2 separate regions of the Bos taurus genome follow, and region 1 is linked to region 2. The links are chromatin contacts, called in public Hi-C maps. All regions are on one chromosome and are shown on one strand. Each heading gives the region's core, a stretch centred on a gene start, on an enhancer-like site or on the middle of the called end of the contact. The rest is flanking DNA. Distances are from core to core; before and after follow the strand shown. Region 1 overlaps ENTPD1 (ectonucleoside triphosphate diphosphohydrolase 1). Region 2 holds the start of TCTN3 (tectonic family member 3).

What was found. Hi-C and Micro-C count contacts between places; a contact is called where the count stands out from the background.
Region 1: a contact with region 2 is called in a Hi-C map of liver, with 2.6 times the contacts expected there. The contact joins the enhancer-like site here to the promoter of TCTN3 in region 2. A contact is called at or near these places in 2 of 11 Hi-C or Micro-C datasets (liver and skeletal muscle).

The regions. Positions count from the first base shown.
Region 1 is chr26:17,246,071-17,252,532 of ARS-UCD2.0, forward strand. All of the region lies in intron 2 of ENTPD1 (ectonucleoside triphosphate diphosphohydrolase 1), which reads left to right. Among named protein-coding and RNA genes, the nearest start is that of CC2D2B, 46 kb to the right of the region's middle. Within about 2 kb of position 2,366, at least 27 of the 102 cell types and tissues checked have an H3K27ac peak or open chromatin away from gene starts, as enhancers often do. A contact at or near this core is called in liver, where this site is marked.
Region 2 is chr26:17,154,649-17,161,433 of ARS-UCD2.0, forward strand. It overlaps TCTN3 (tectonic family member 3), which reads right to left and starts at 1,526. Exons shown (of 13, transcript XM_024985931.2): 1 at 1,210-1,526; 2 at 940-1,063; 3 at 219-337. The coding sequence starts at 1,441. LOC101903992 (a long non-coding RNA gene) reads right to left here. Exons shown (of 5, transcript XR_815655.4): 5 at 4,202-6,785.

The DNA of each region.
Region 1 (6,462 bases), core at 1,116-3,615, 92 kb after region 2:
GGAAGGAGTTTAGGGACCATATAGTTCTAACTCCCCTCATTCGTCCATGTGACTCAGCAATTGTCTGTTGAATTCCTTCTTTGTACTAGGAATAGGATCTACCGTGGTAGGTACTGGATATACCGTAGTAAGCAACACAGACTTGCCCTAACATGGCTTAGAATCTAACCGGGAAGACATATTAATCAACTAGTCACATAAATATGTAATTACACATTGTTATAAGTACTGTCTTTAGAGGAAAAACACAGGCACTCCGAGGCATGAATTAAGAGGGTAGATTCGAATCTGAGAAGGTCAAATAGGGCTGGGTCTCAAGTGAAGGGCTCTCGGGGCCAAGGCTCTGGAACAGAAATCTCATGGCCAGTGGGGAACTGAGACTAGAATAGCATGAGGGCAGTTGTTTTCTGAGCAAGGAGAGGGTTGAACATCCCGGTTCTGCCAAGTCAAGGGTAGAAGCGTGTCATCTGATGTTCCAATTTTCTCTTTCTTTTCACATTGAAGGAGACTTACTCAGAAGCTGGGCTTATGACATTTGCAGAGGTAGAATCATTTCCATCCTAAGACAGGATCTTCCCCACCTCCACATGGCCTCTAGTCTCCCTGAGCTCAGGCTTGGCTGCTACCCCATCTCCGAATCTTCACCAAGGCTCCAACATTCATGTCTCATGAAGCAACACCCTCTTTCTAGACCACTGCTTCTATTCACTCAACATAGCTCATCAAGACCAATTATGATTGATAAAATCATGTACATGACCAAAAACTAGCTTAAGATCAGGATTTACACAGTCTGATCACAACTATATAAAAATTACCATGAATTGAAAAAGATCAGAAGGGAATAAACGAACAGTGATGTCTAGTTCGTGAAATCGTAAATGTCTTTTTTCCTTTTCTCTTAATTTTCTAGATGCTGTTTAATAAACTTGTAGTACTTTTTAAAAATGAAGTAATATTGAAAATAATATTAAGAGGACGTCAGATCTCTAGCTCACTACTCAAATCTTTGATTTTTCTTTGATGTGAAGGACATACGGGCTTTTAGAAATGTCTTAAATATGAGCTACAGAGAAACACTGGGTAGAGTGATAACATGGCAAGCACTTCACAAAGCATTTCTATAGGGTGGAGATTGTATTTAAAACGTAATTCTGTTGTCACCGAGTCTGGGGGATGCCAGCTTAAACGAGGTTAAGCGGGTTTCTCCACTGTCAGACTTCTCTGAAGCAGTCACTACATAGTGGGTTCGTGAGCCCAGGATGGGGAGCAAGCATTCCCCAAACTTCTGGGAAGCTTTCTTCGCCCAGGTCCTTGCAGGCTTAGTGCTTTGGAAAATGCTGGTGTGAGGAAAGAGGATAAAAGCTAGTGGCTCCTGGGGTTCTAGATTGGTCAGGTGAGGTACAACTATGTAAGTACCCATTCAAGTCAAACTGCTCTGGAATGAACTGTGAAATTCATTTCAGTTAGGTGAAATGGACTGCTAACTCTATAATGAGCCAGCGATGAACGGCAAATGAACATGCTTTTAGTGTTGCAACAATGAAAGGCAAACGCCCCATATGTTCAAACTTAAGAATTTCCAGACAATCAAGATTTACCTATCCATAAGACAGCAAGCGATGCCAATTTTTTTTTTTTTTTTTGTGCAATACATTTTGGAAGACAAAAAACATTTAGTACAATTCAACAGTTTAGCTGCTATATATATAAGGTGAAATGTGTATGTCAATTCCTGTGTTAAAGTCGCTCTACCCGCCCTTCTCAAGCACTTGTCAAATGAAATGTGGTGAAAGTTGTCGTTTCTCAACCACCTCACTGTGCAAGGCCTTGGTGAAACAGGCCGATAGGATCAAGCCCGGTCCCTCTGTTCTACTGGAAGAGTGGCTTTCATGTCAACAGAGTAGACAGAATAGAACATCCAGCTTCCAGAATAAGGCTGCTTGCGCTGCTGCCTAGCTAGCCTTTATCATGTTCTTCTGTGGTTAGAACATTTTCTGGCAGGGAGAATTCAGGGACCCTGCTAGGCAAAAGCAGGGTTTTCTGCCGTGTAAGCCCTGAGGCTCTTTCTCCACGCTGGGAGGTTTCCCATGGGTTCAAAGGCCCCAGACCTCAGTTAGATTCCTCTCTGTGCACAGAGGTCACCACCTCAGGCGATTCTTTGTTTGATCTCACTGCAGAGGCTTAGTTGCAGAGGAGTCTATGCCGTTTCTTTCTTCACCGTGCCCAAAACCAGCATGCAGACCCTTTTCTTTATAAGGGTGTAATGCTGGTCACCAAAGGGAAGTCCCACTGTGCCAAAGGGGGCAGAGAACACTGTGGAGGTTATGCAAGGTCAGGGAGGCTCACACAGCAGGACAGCGGCACTCCGTGGTGGCGAAATGGAAGAAAACTCGACACCTCAATAAGCTTGACATTTAGCTCTCTGCAGTGGTTCAGCTACTCTTGCCTGGAAAACCCCATGGACGGAGGAGCCTGGTAGGCTGCGGTCCGTGGGGTCATGAAGAGTCAGGCACGACTGAGCGACTTCACTTTCACTTTTCACTTTCATGCATTGGAGAAGGAAATGGCAACCCACTCCAGTGTTCTTGCCTGGAGAATCCCAGGGACGGGGGAGCCTGGTGGGCTGCTGTCTATGGGGTTGCACAGAGTCAGACATGACTGAAGCGACTTAGCAGCAGCATCAGTGGTTCAGGGAGGTCAGTTAATTCTAATTCTTCTTTTCTCCCTGGAGGCTCTTAGGTTCTTCCCAGGTGATAAGACAATATGAGGCGATAGATGTAAAACAACTGCTGACTTAAGCAGTATCAAGGGGCAGACCACACTGTGAGGTCCGCAGCTCAGATGGGCAGCAAAGTGTGACTCAAGTGAGTGGCTGGCTCACACTTGAGAAGCGCCTCCGTGGTTTCTCATCCTTTTCCTTTCCTTTCCCTTCCATTTATTTTGCTTCTTGTTTCTTTCTAGGATAGCGGTGACAAATAAAAGTCACCCGAGCCACCATACTCTCTTCACAAGCCTGTGGCAGACACTGATAACCATGTCATTTATTTTCCTGATTAAACCCAGGGGTGTCACTAAAGATGAGTATTAATTGCTCAAAATGGGCATTGGGCAGTCTGCTTGTGTGCTAAGTTGCTTCAGTCTTGTCCAACTTTTTGTTACCCCATGGACTGTAGCCCACCAGCCTACCCTGTCCATGATATTCTCCAGGCAAGAATACTGGAGTGGGTTGCCATGCCCTCCTCCAGGGGATCTTCCCAACCCAGGCATTGAATCCACATCTCATATCTCCTGCATCGTCAGGTGGGTTCTTTACCACTAGTGCCGTGTGGGAAGCCCATTGGGCAATCTACTCCTGGGTAAATACCTGAAATAAACGGATGCTTAAGCCCACAAAATGTTTTTCACATTTGGAAACCACTCCAATGCCCAACAATGGAATGGATAAACATACAGTGCATGCATATAATGAAGCACTCCACAGAAACGGCAAGGGACAAACTATGGATCCTCACAACCTGAACGCATCTTAGAGACATGCAGAATTAAAGAAGTTAGACATCAGGGACACATACTGTGTGAGCCCATTTACTGCAGTTCAAGAACAGGCAGAACTCCTCCAAGTGACGGAAGTCAAGACTGGCTTCCTGTGGGGGAAGCCGGCTGAGAGGGTCACTGAAAACAACCTGGGGGCTAGAAAATGTTGCGTACCTAAATCAAATCCCTTATGTTTATACAGTGGAAGTGAGAAATAGATTTAAGGGACTACATCTGATAGACAGAGTGCCTGAAGAACTATGCACAGAGGTTTGTGACATTGTACAGGAGACAGGGATCAAGACCATCCTCAAGAAAAAGAAATGCAAAAAAGCAAAATGGCTGTCTGAGGAGGCCTTACAAATAGCTGTGGAAAGAAGAGAAGTGAAAAGCAAAGGAGAAAAGGAAAGATACACGCATTTGAATGCAGAGTTCCAAAGAATAGCAAGGAGAGATAAGAACGCCTTCCTCAGCAATCAATGCAAAGAAATAGAGGAAAACAACAGAATGGGAAAGACTAGAGATCTCTTCAAGAAAATTAGAGATACCAAGGGAACATTTCAGGCAAAGATGGGCTCGATAAAGGACAGAAATGGTATGGACCTAACAGAAGCAGAAGATATTAAGAAGAGGTGGCAAGAATACACAGAAGAACTGTACAAAAAAGATCTTCACCACCCAGATAATCACGATGGTGTGATCACTCACCTGGAGCCAGACATCCTGGTATGTGAAGTCAAGTGGGCCTTAGAAAGCATCACTACAAACAAAGCTGGTGGAGGTGATGAAATTCCAGTTGAGCTATTTCAAATCCGAAAAGATGATGCTGTGAAGTGCTGCACTCAATATGCCAGCAAATTTGGAAAACTCAGCAGTGGCCACAGGATTGGAAAAGGTCAGTTTTCATTCCAATCCCAAAGAAAGGCAATGCCAAAGAACGCTCAAACTACCACACAATTGCACTCATCTCACACGCTAGTAAAGTAATGCTCAAAATTCTCCAAGCCAGGCTTCAGCAGTATGTGAACCGTGAACTTCCTGATGTTCAAGCTGGTTTTAGAAAAGGCAGAGAAAAAAAAAAGGCAGAGGAAGCAGAGATCAAATTGCCAACATCCGCTGGATCATGGAAAAAGCAAGAGAGTTCCAGAAAAACATCTATTTCTGCTTTATTGACTATGTTAAAGCCTTTGACTGTGTGGATCACAAGAAACTGTGGAAAATTCTGAAAGAGATGGGAATACCAGACCACCTGACCTGCCTCTTGAGAAACCTGTATGCAGGTCAGGAAGCAACAGTTAGAACTGGACATGGAATAACAGACTGGTTCCAAATAGGAAAAGGAGTACATCAAGGCTGTATATTGTCACCCTACTTATTTAACTTCTATGCAGAGTACATCATAAGAAACGCTGGGCTGGAAGAAGCACAAGCTGGGATCAAGATTGCCAGGAGAAATATCAATAACCTCAGATATGCAGATGACACCACTCTTGTGGCAGAAAGTGAAGAAGAACTAAAGGGCCTCTTGATGAAAGTGAAAGAGGAGAGTGAAAAAGTTGGCTTAAAGCTCAACATTCAGAAAACTAAGATCATGGCATCTGGTCCCATCACTTCATAGATGGGAAAACAGTGGAAACAGTGAGAAACTTTATTTTTGGGGGTTCCAAAATCACTGCAGATGGTGATTGCAGCCATTAAATTAAAAGACGCTTGCTCCTTGGAAGGAAAGTTATGACAAACCTAGACAGCATATTAAAAAGCAGAGACATTACTTTGCCGACAAAGGTCTGTCTAGTCGAGGTTATGGTTTTTCCAGTGGTCATGTATGGATGTGAGAGTTGGACTATAAAGAAAGTTGAGCACCAAAGAATTGATGCTTTTGAACTGTGGTGTTGGAGAAGACTCTTGAGAGTCCCTTGGACTGCAAGGAGATCCAACCAGTCCATCCTAAAGGAAATCAGTCCTAAATATTCATTGGAAGGACTGATGCCAAAGCTGAAACTCCAATACTTTGGCCACCTGATGGGAAGAACTGACTCATTTGAAAAGACCCTGATGCTGGGAAAGATTGAAGGCAGGAGGAGAAGGGGACGACAGAGGATGAGATGGTTGGATGGCATCACTGACTCAATGGACATGAGTTTGGGTGGGCTCTGGGAGTTGGTGATGGAAGGGGAGGCCTGGCGTGCTGCAGCTCATGGGGTCGCAAGAAGTCGGACACGACTGAATGACTGAACTGACCTTCCTCTTGGTGGTGGTTTATATGGATTGCGTACGTGCAAAAATTCATCAGGACACTCTGCTATAGTCATCCCTCTCTAGAAGTCCTTTCAATGGGGCACCAATTGGAAAACTATTGTCCCAGACCTTGCTCCTCTGTTCCTCTGTATTAGAAACACAAGGCCTTAGTTAGGTCTAACTCTGATCCAAATCCAGGCTGTGTCACCTAATCACTCTGAATCTTGAGGAAATTACTTAACCTCTTTGTACTTTCTTTTCTCATCTGTATATTGGGGATGAGAACAGTATGTACTTTATAGCACTGAAGGTTAAGTCAGATAATTCTCACAGAATACTCCTCACAACACTTGCTGGTGCATTTCCCATCCTCGTAAAATACGAAGTGGCAACTTTCTGTTCTGGCCACCTCATTCTTTCTCATATTGTCTTCTTACCCTTCCTCCTCCACCCTCTTCCTTTGCTTTATTCTTCTTTCCATGCCTTCTATGTTTAAGACCCAAAATCATGAAATCAAAGTACAAATCTTTTTAAATTTATTGAATACAATTTATAGTTATATTTGTAATAAAAAAACAGGTACACTTAATATTTTCGATATCTCTCTTCCAGACCTCATACATACCAGACCAATCAAATCACAAATCTGGGGGTCAGACACTGGCAGCAGTAGCCTTTGAAACTCTT
Region 2 (6,785 bases), core at 276-2,775:
TTCTGATCCACAGCCAATAGGGCAAAAGAGATTGCCAATGTTCACCAATAAGAGAAAAAAGAGAGAGTGGGGGACAGGTAGAGGATAGGGAGGATGATAGACATCCAAGGGGGTGAGAAGGGAAGGTTTAAAAAACAAAGAAAAGGAAAAAAGTCAGAGACTGAGCTAACTCTCAAAAAATATTAGGCAATACAAATAGCCAGCATATTTCTACTTACAATTGTTCACATGGACACAAAACTGCTTGATTCCATTTGAATCTATGAAAACTCTCGAAGGAAATGGGGAATTACTCCTGAAGATAAGAGAGTTGTCTACACACACCCAACTTGCAGACCTATAAGGAAACAGGAGGAAGAACAAGTACATTTAGAAGGAAGATTATATCCAAAGAAGGGTGCCCCACCTCTGTCAGTCAGATGCCAAAAAGAGGACTCCTTGGGCAGCTACGGGACAACACGAAGGTTCTGTTCTATTGGGCAGCCCTGCTTTAGCGCATCGGGAGAAGACAATGGCACCCCACTCCAGTACTTTTGCCTAGAAAATCCCATGGACGGAGGAGCCTGGTGGGCTGCAGTCCATGGTGTCGCTAGAATCGGACGCGACTGAGCGACTTCACTTTCACTTTTCACTTTCATTCATTGGAGAAGGAAATGGCAACCCACTCCAGTGTTCTTGCCTGGAGAATCCCAGGGACGGGGAAGCCTGGTGGGCTACCGTCTATGGGGTCGCACAGAGTCGGACACGACTGAAGCGACTTAGCAGCAGCAGCAGCAGCAGCTTTAGCGCATCAGAAGAGGGACAGCGCTCCTGGGAAAAACCAAGGGAGTTCCATTCCTTGGAGTGGACGTGGGGGTGGGAGGCACGACGGCAAAACTCTTCCTACTTCCAAGTATTACTTAATCCCCTTTAGGATTCAACCTGAACATCGCAGCTCACCTCACGCTGCCTGGAAGGCAGAAGGAGAAAACTGTCCTCGGATGGAGAAGATAGCAGTCACTGTCGCAGCAGCAATTTATATCGCAGGCACCGGGTGTCAAGTCACAGACACAGATCGGTAGGACTATGAGAGTACAACATAAAACACAGAGAGCGCGGTGAGGATCCCTAAACTCTTCCAAGGTTCTTTCGACAGCCCCACTCCTTACTTTATGGGAACTCACTTGGATCAAAGTCGCTAGTTTCCATCCCCACATCCTTTCCCCTCACCTGGGAAGAGGTCCACGGTCTTATTCCCCGGTGTCGAGGAGGTCACGACAGTAGGACCCGCCGTAGAGATCCCAGGCACCTCCGAGGATTGAAGGGTCCCGCCCTGCGTCCGTGGCCCCAGCTCCGAATGGGTGGGCATTGCCCTAGACGGAGACGGAGAGGGCTGAGAGAGGACCCTCTCGGGGACCATCAGGAAGAACACCTGCAGTAGCGAGAGCTTCAAGCTAAACATGGGGCAATACAGACCACCCCCAACCCGCCCCAAAGGGTTTGAGGTGGGTTTCGGCGGTCGCTAGACGCGTCGCTAGAACGTGAGTGGGAGGAGTCGCATGGCGTCTAACGTCATCCATATGCGCCTACCCATTGGCTCAGGGCGATGGCCGGGAACTCTTCAGCCAATGGAAGCCGGCGCTGTTACAAATCCTAAGCATCTTTCAGTCGGTGCCCTCCTCCTGCGACCAGGCCCTCCCAGGTCTCCGTCGCTTGGCAACCGACAGACAGGTGAAGGAGCCCTTGCCTCTTCTCTCCGCTGAGTGGCAGTAGGAGTTCAGCCAAAAGCCCGTGCGGCTCTGACTTCGCCTCCAAGAGGGCCGAGTCCTTCCTTGATAGAGGAAGCCCCAGAGGCTAAAACTAGAATTGCATCTTTTCCACTCCGGATTCTAACGCTGAGAATCCTTTTCTAAAGGATATTCTCAAGGAAGAAAGTACACTGAAGGTCACATACCTTAAAAAAAAAAATAAAAATCTCATCTATAATATTTTTGGGAAAAACATATTAGAAAGATTCAGCTCCTTCAGTTTTAACATTGAGAACATTTTCTTTAAATTTAAAAAATAGCCAAGGGACAGAGAAGACTTTTTTTTTTTTGCTGTTATTATAAATCGCAACTTTTTTTTTTTTTTTTTTGCGCCGTGGCTTGAGTTTCTCTGACCAGGGATGGAACCCAGGCCTATTTGATAGCCAAGGCCCACTGGACTGTCAAGAAATTCCCTAAATTGCCACTTTTTGTAGCCCTCTTTAGAAAATTTTGTTTCTTTCCCTGGAGTGCTGTGCCTCTTCTGACTCCCTAGTGCAGCGCTGGCCAATAGAACTTTCTGCAGTGTGAGAAATGTTCTGTATCTACACTGCTCAGAATGGCAACTTTAGGCTGTATGTGGCTACTGTGCACAGGAAAAGATAGTGAAAGTAAAAGTCTCTCAGTCGTATCGGATTCTTTGCGACCCCATGGACTATATAGTCCATGGAATTCTCCAGGCCAGAATACTGGAATGGGTAGCCTCTCCCTTCTCCAGGGCATCTTCCCAACCCAGGGATCGAACCCAGGCCTCCCTCATTGCAAGTGGATTCTTTACCAGCTGAGCCACAAGGAAGCCCAAGTGTGACTGCTGCTGCTGCTAAGTCGCTTCAGTCATGTCCGACTCTGCGACCCCATAGACGGCAGCCCACCAGGCTCCCCCGTCCTGGGATTCTCCAGGCAAGAACACTGGAGTGGGTTGCCATTTCCTTCTCCAATGCATGAAAGTGAAAAGTGAAAGTGAAGTCGCTCAGTCGTGTCCGACTCTTAGCGACCCCATGGACTGCAGCCTACCAGGCTTCTCCGTCCATGGACATGTTGCTGCTGCTAAGTCACTTCAGTCGTGTCCAACTCTGTGCGACCCCATAGACGGCAGCCCACCAGGCTCCCCCGTCCCTGGGATTCTCCAGGCAAGAACAGTGGAGTGGGTTGCCATTTCCCTCTCCAGTGCACGAAAGTGAAAAGTGAAAGTGAAGTTGCTCAGCCGTGTCGGATTCCTGGAGGCCCCATGGACTTCGGCCTACTAGGCTCCTCCGTCCATGGGATTTTCCAGGCAAGAGTACTGGAGTGGGGTGCCATTGCCTTCTCCATGGACATGTTAGATATGCATTAAATATTTTAAAAAATATTGTTTTGTTGAACTCTTTAGATTTAGCTCCTATGAATAATGTTTATATTAATTATGAACTGCATTTCTTTATATACAATTTCTATAACCAACTGGAGACTATTCTAGATTTCCAAGTTTGCATTTTACTCTTTAATTCTAATCAATGATAAATCAATGATGTTATTAGTGAATTTATTCGTGTTGAAAAAAGAGTCTGTTGATTGAAGTAGTTTCAGGGTTGAGTGTAGGGAAATAATATTAATGGATTACTGAGTTGTTTTTTCTTATTTTTGGATTTTAGCACTTCACATGCTTTTTAAATCCTTGTTTTCTCTTTTTTGTTATAGTGGAGCAAAAATATTATTGTACTTTTGTTGTGATACGTTTGTAGGAAACTCTAATACAGAACTCTCAGTTCTTTTGAGATATTAAAATCTGGAAGATAATTTTGAAGGACAGGAAGTCTATTCACATGTTTCACACAGATGCCAATTTTAACATGAGGATTATATTGAACTAGCTTAATGTATCACCTCAGAAGCAGAGATTTCCAAAAAAGATCATACAATACTGGCAGATGTCTGGGTTTGGTACTAAAAGAGTTCAGTGTGTACTTAGAAATTTAACGAAGAGATTGAATCAAGATGGCAGATTGAGAACAAGTTCTAGTCTCTCCTGACTCTTCCCCTCTTTAGACTATCCCCAGAATCTTTAAAAATTACAAGAAAGTTACATGAGCACACACAGTCGTGTGCATCCATGCACATACATTGATACTGAAAAACATGAACGAGTGCTCTCAAAGGACCAGACATTATGACAATCTTTGAAAAATAGAAGGCTCACAGGACAGGATTATAGTTGGATAAACAAAAGCTGTATAAGCAGAGGCTTAATATTGAAATAGGTGTGGCTCCTGGGGATGTTCTAAGCACACAAAAAGAAGCTATTGATATCAAAGGGCCCTTGGACAATAGAGTTACTGATTGAGGTACCACTGTAGGAAGAGTCAGGTAGGTCAGCCTTTCAGCCTTGCTTCCATGTGCAAACAGTGGATACAAGAACTTGCTCCGAAAGAAGGCAGGGACAGCCATGTACGCACTTTTATTAAAAAGATAGGTCAGGGCCCTGGATAGTTTTTGACATCGAGGAGGAAGAGAGGCCTCACATCTTGAAGGCTGGTATCAGTTCCCCTTCTCAAGGTGCACATCCAACATTCCCTCCTCCACAAATCTACCAAAGACATAGGTTAAAAAGGATGCACTACTTTCAAAAGAACAATAATAAGACTCACAGCTGACTTTTTAACAGAAATAAGGAAAGTGGAATAATGTCTTGAAAGAAGTTAACCTAGAATTTTAAAGTAACCTTTAAAAATGAAGATGCAAATGTGTTTAGAAAACAAAAATTAAGAAAAAAATTTTTATTACAGATCCTCACAAGGAATTGCTAAAGAGAATTGTTCAGGCTAAAGGAAAAATGATCCCAGATGGAATGCAAAAATGCTGGAATGTATTAAGAGCAATGGAAAGGACAAATACAAGGTGAGTATATAAAACAATTGTATTCTGATATTATAGAAATTAAAAATTAGAAAATAAAAAGCTTTAGGGGATAAAATTTATAACATAAAAAATGAAATCAGTTCACTTTAGTTTCAGTCACTCAGTTGTGTTTGACTCTTTTCGACCCCATGGACTACATAGAGCACACCAGGCCTCCCTGTCCATCACCAACTCCTGGAGTTTACTCAAACCCTTGTCCATTGAGTCAGTGATGCCATCCAGCCATCTCATTCTCTGTCATCCCCTTCTCCTCCCGCCCTCAATCTTTCCTAGCATCAGGGTCTTTTCAAATGAGTCGGTTCTTTGCATCAGGTGGCCAAAGTATTGGAGCTTCAGCTTCAGCATCAGTCCTTTCAATGAACATTCAGGACTGATTTCCTTTAGGATGGACTGCTTGGATCTCCTTGCAGTCCAAGGGACTCTCAAGAGTCTTCCCCAACACCACAGTTCAAAAGCATCAATTCTTCGGCACTCAGTTTTGTTTATAGTCCAACTCTCACATCCGTATATGACTACTGGAAAAACCATAGCTTTGACTAGACAGACCTTTGTTGATAAAGTAATGTCTCTGCTTTTTAATATGCTGTCTAGGTTGGTCATAACTTTTCTTCCAAATAGCAAGCGTCTTTTAATTTCTTGGCTGCAATCACCATCTGCAGTGATTTTGGAGCCCCCCAAAATAAAATCTGTCACTGTTTCCATTGTTTCCCCATCTATTTGCCATGAAGTGATGGGACCAGATGCCTTGATCTTAGTTTTCTGAATGTTGAGTTTTAAGCCAACTTTTTCACTCTCCTCTTTCACTTTCATCAAGAGGCTGTTTAGTTCCTCTTCACTTTCTGCCATAAGGGTGGTGTCATCTGCATATCTGAGGTTATTGATATTCCTCCCAGCAATCTTGATTCCAGCTTGTGTTTCATCCAGTCCAGCATTTCTCATGATGTGCTCTGCATAGAAGCTAAATAAGCCGGGTGACAATTTGCAGCCTTGATGGACTCCTTTCCCTATTTGGAATCAGTCTGTTGTTCCATGTCCAGTTCTAACTGTTGCTTCCTGACACGCATACAGATTTCTCAGGAGGAAGGTCAGGTGGTCTAGTATTCCAGTCTCTTGAAGAATTTTCCACAGTTTATTGTGATTCACACAGTCAAAGGCTTTGGCATAGTAAATAAAATAGAAGTAGATATTTTTCTGGAACTCTTGCTTTTTCGATGATCCAACTGATGTTGGCAATTTGATCTCTGGTTCCTCTGCCTTTTCTAAATCGAGCTTGAACATCTGGAAGTTCACGGTTCACGTACTGTTGAAGCCTGGCTTGGAGAATTTTGAGTATTACTTTGCTAGCATGTGCTCCTGCTCTGCTGCTGCTGCTAAGTCGCTTCAGTTGTGTCCAACTCTGTGCGACCCCATAGACGGCAGCCCACCAGGCTCCCCCATCCCTGGGATTCTCCAGGCAAGAACACTGGAGTGGGTTGCCATTTCCTTCTCCAATGCATGAAAGTGAAAAGTGAAAGTGAAGTCGCTCAGTCGTATCCAACTCTTCACAACCCCATGGACTGCAGCCCACCAGGCTCCTCCATCCATGGGATTTTCCAGGCAAGAGTACTGGAGTGGGGTGCCATTGTCTTCTCCGTGCTAGCATGTGAGATGAGTGCAATTGTGCAGTACTTTGAGCATTCTTTGGCATTGCCTTTCTTTGGGATTGGAATGAAAACTGACCTTTTCCAGTCCTGTGACCACTGCTGAATTTTCCAAATTTGCTGACATATTGAGTGCAGCACTTTCACAGCATCATCTTTTAGGATTTGAAATAGCTCAACTGGAATTCCATCACCTCCACTAGCTTTGTTCGTAGTGATGCGTCCTAAGGCCCACTTGACTTCACATTCCAGGATGTCTGGCTCTAGGTGAGTGATCACACCATTGTGATTATCTGGGTCATGAAAATCTTTTTTGTACAGTTCAGAGAAGCCTGGTAGGCTGTAGTCCACGGGATTGCAAAGAGTTGGACACAACTGAGCGACTTCACCTTCACCTTCTGTGTATTCTTGCCACCTCTTCTTAATATCTTCTGCTTCTGTTAGGTCCACACCATTTCTGTCCTTT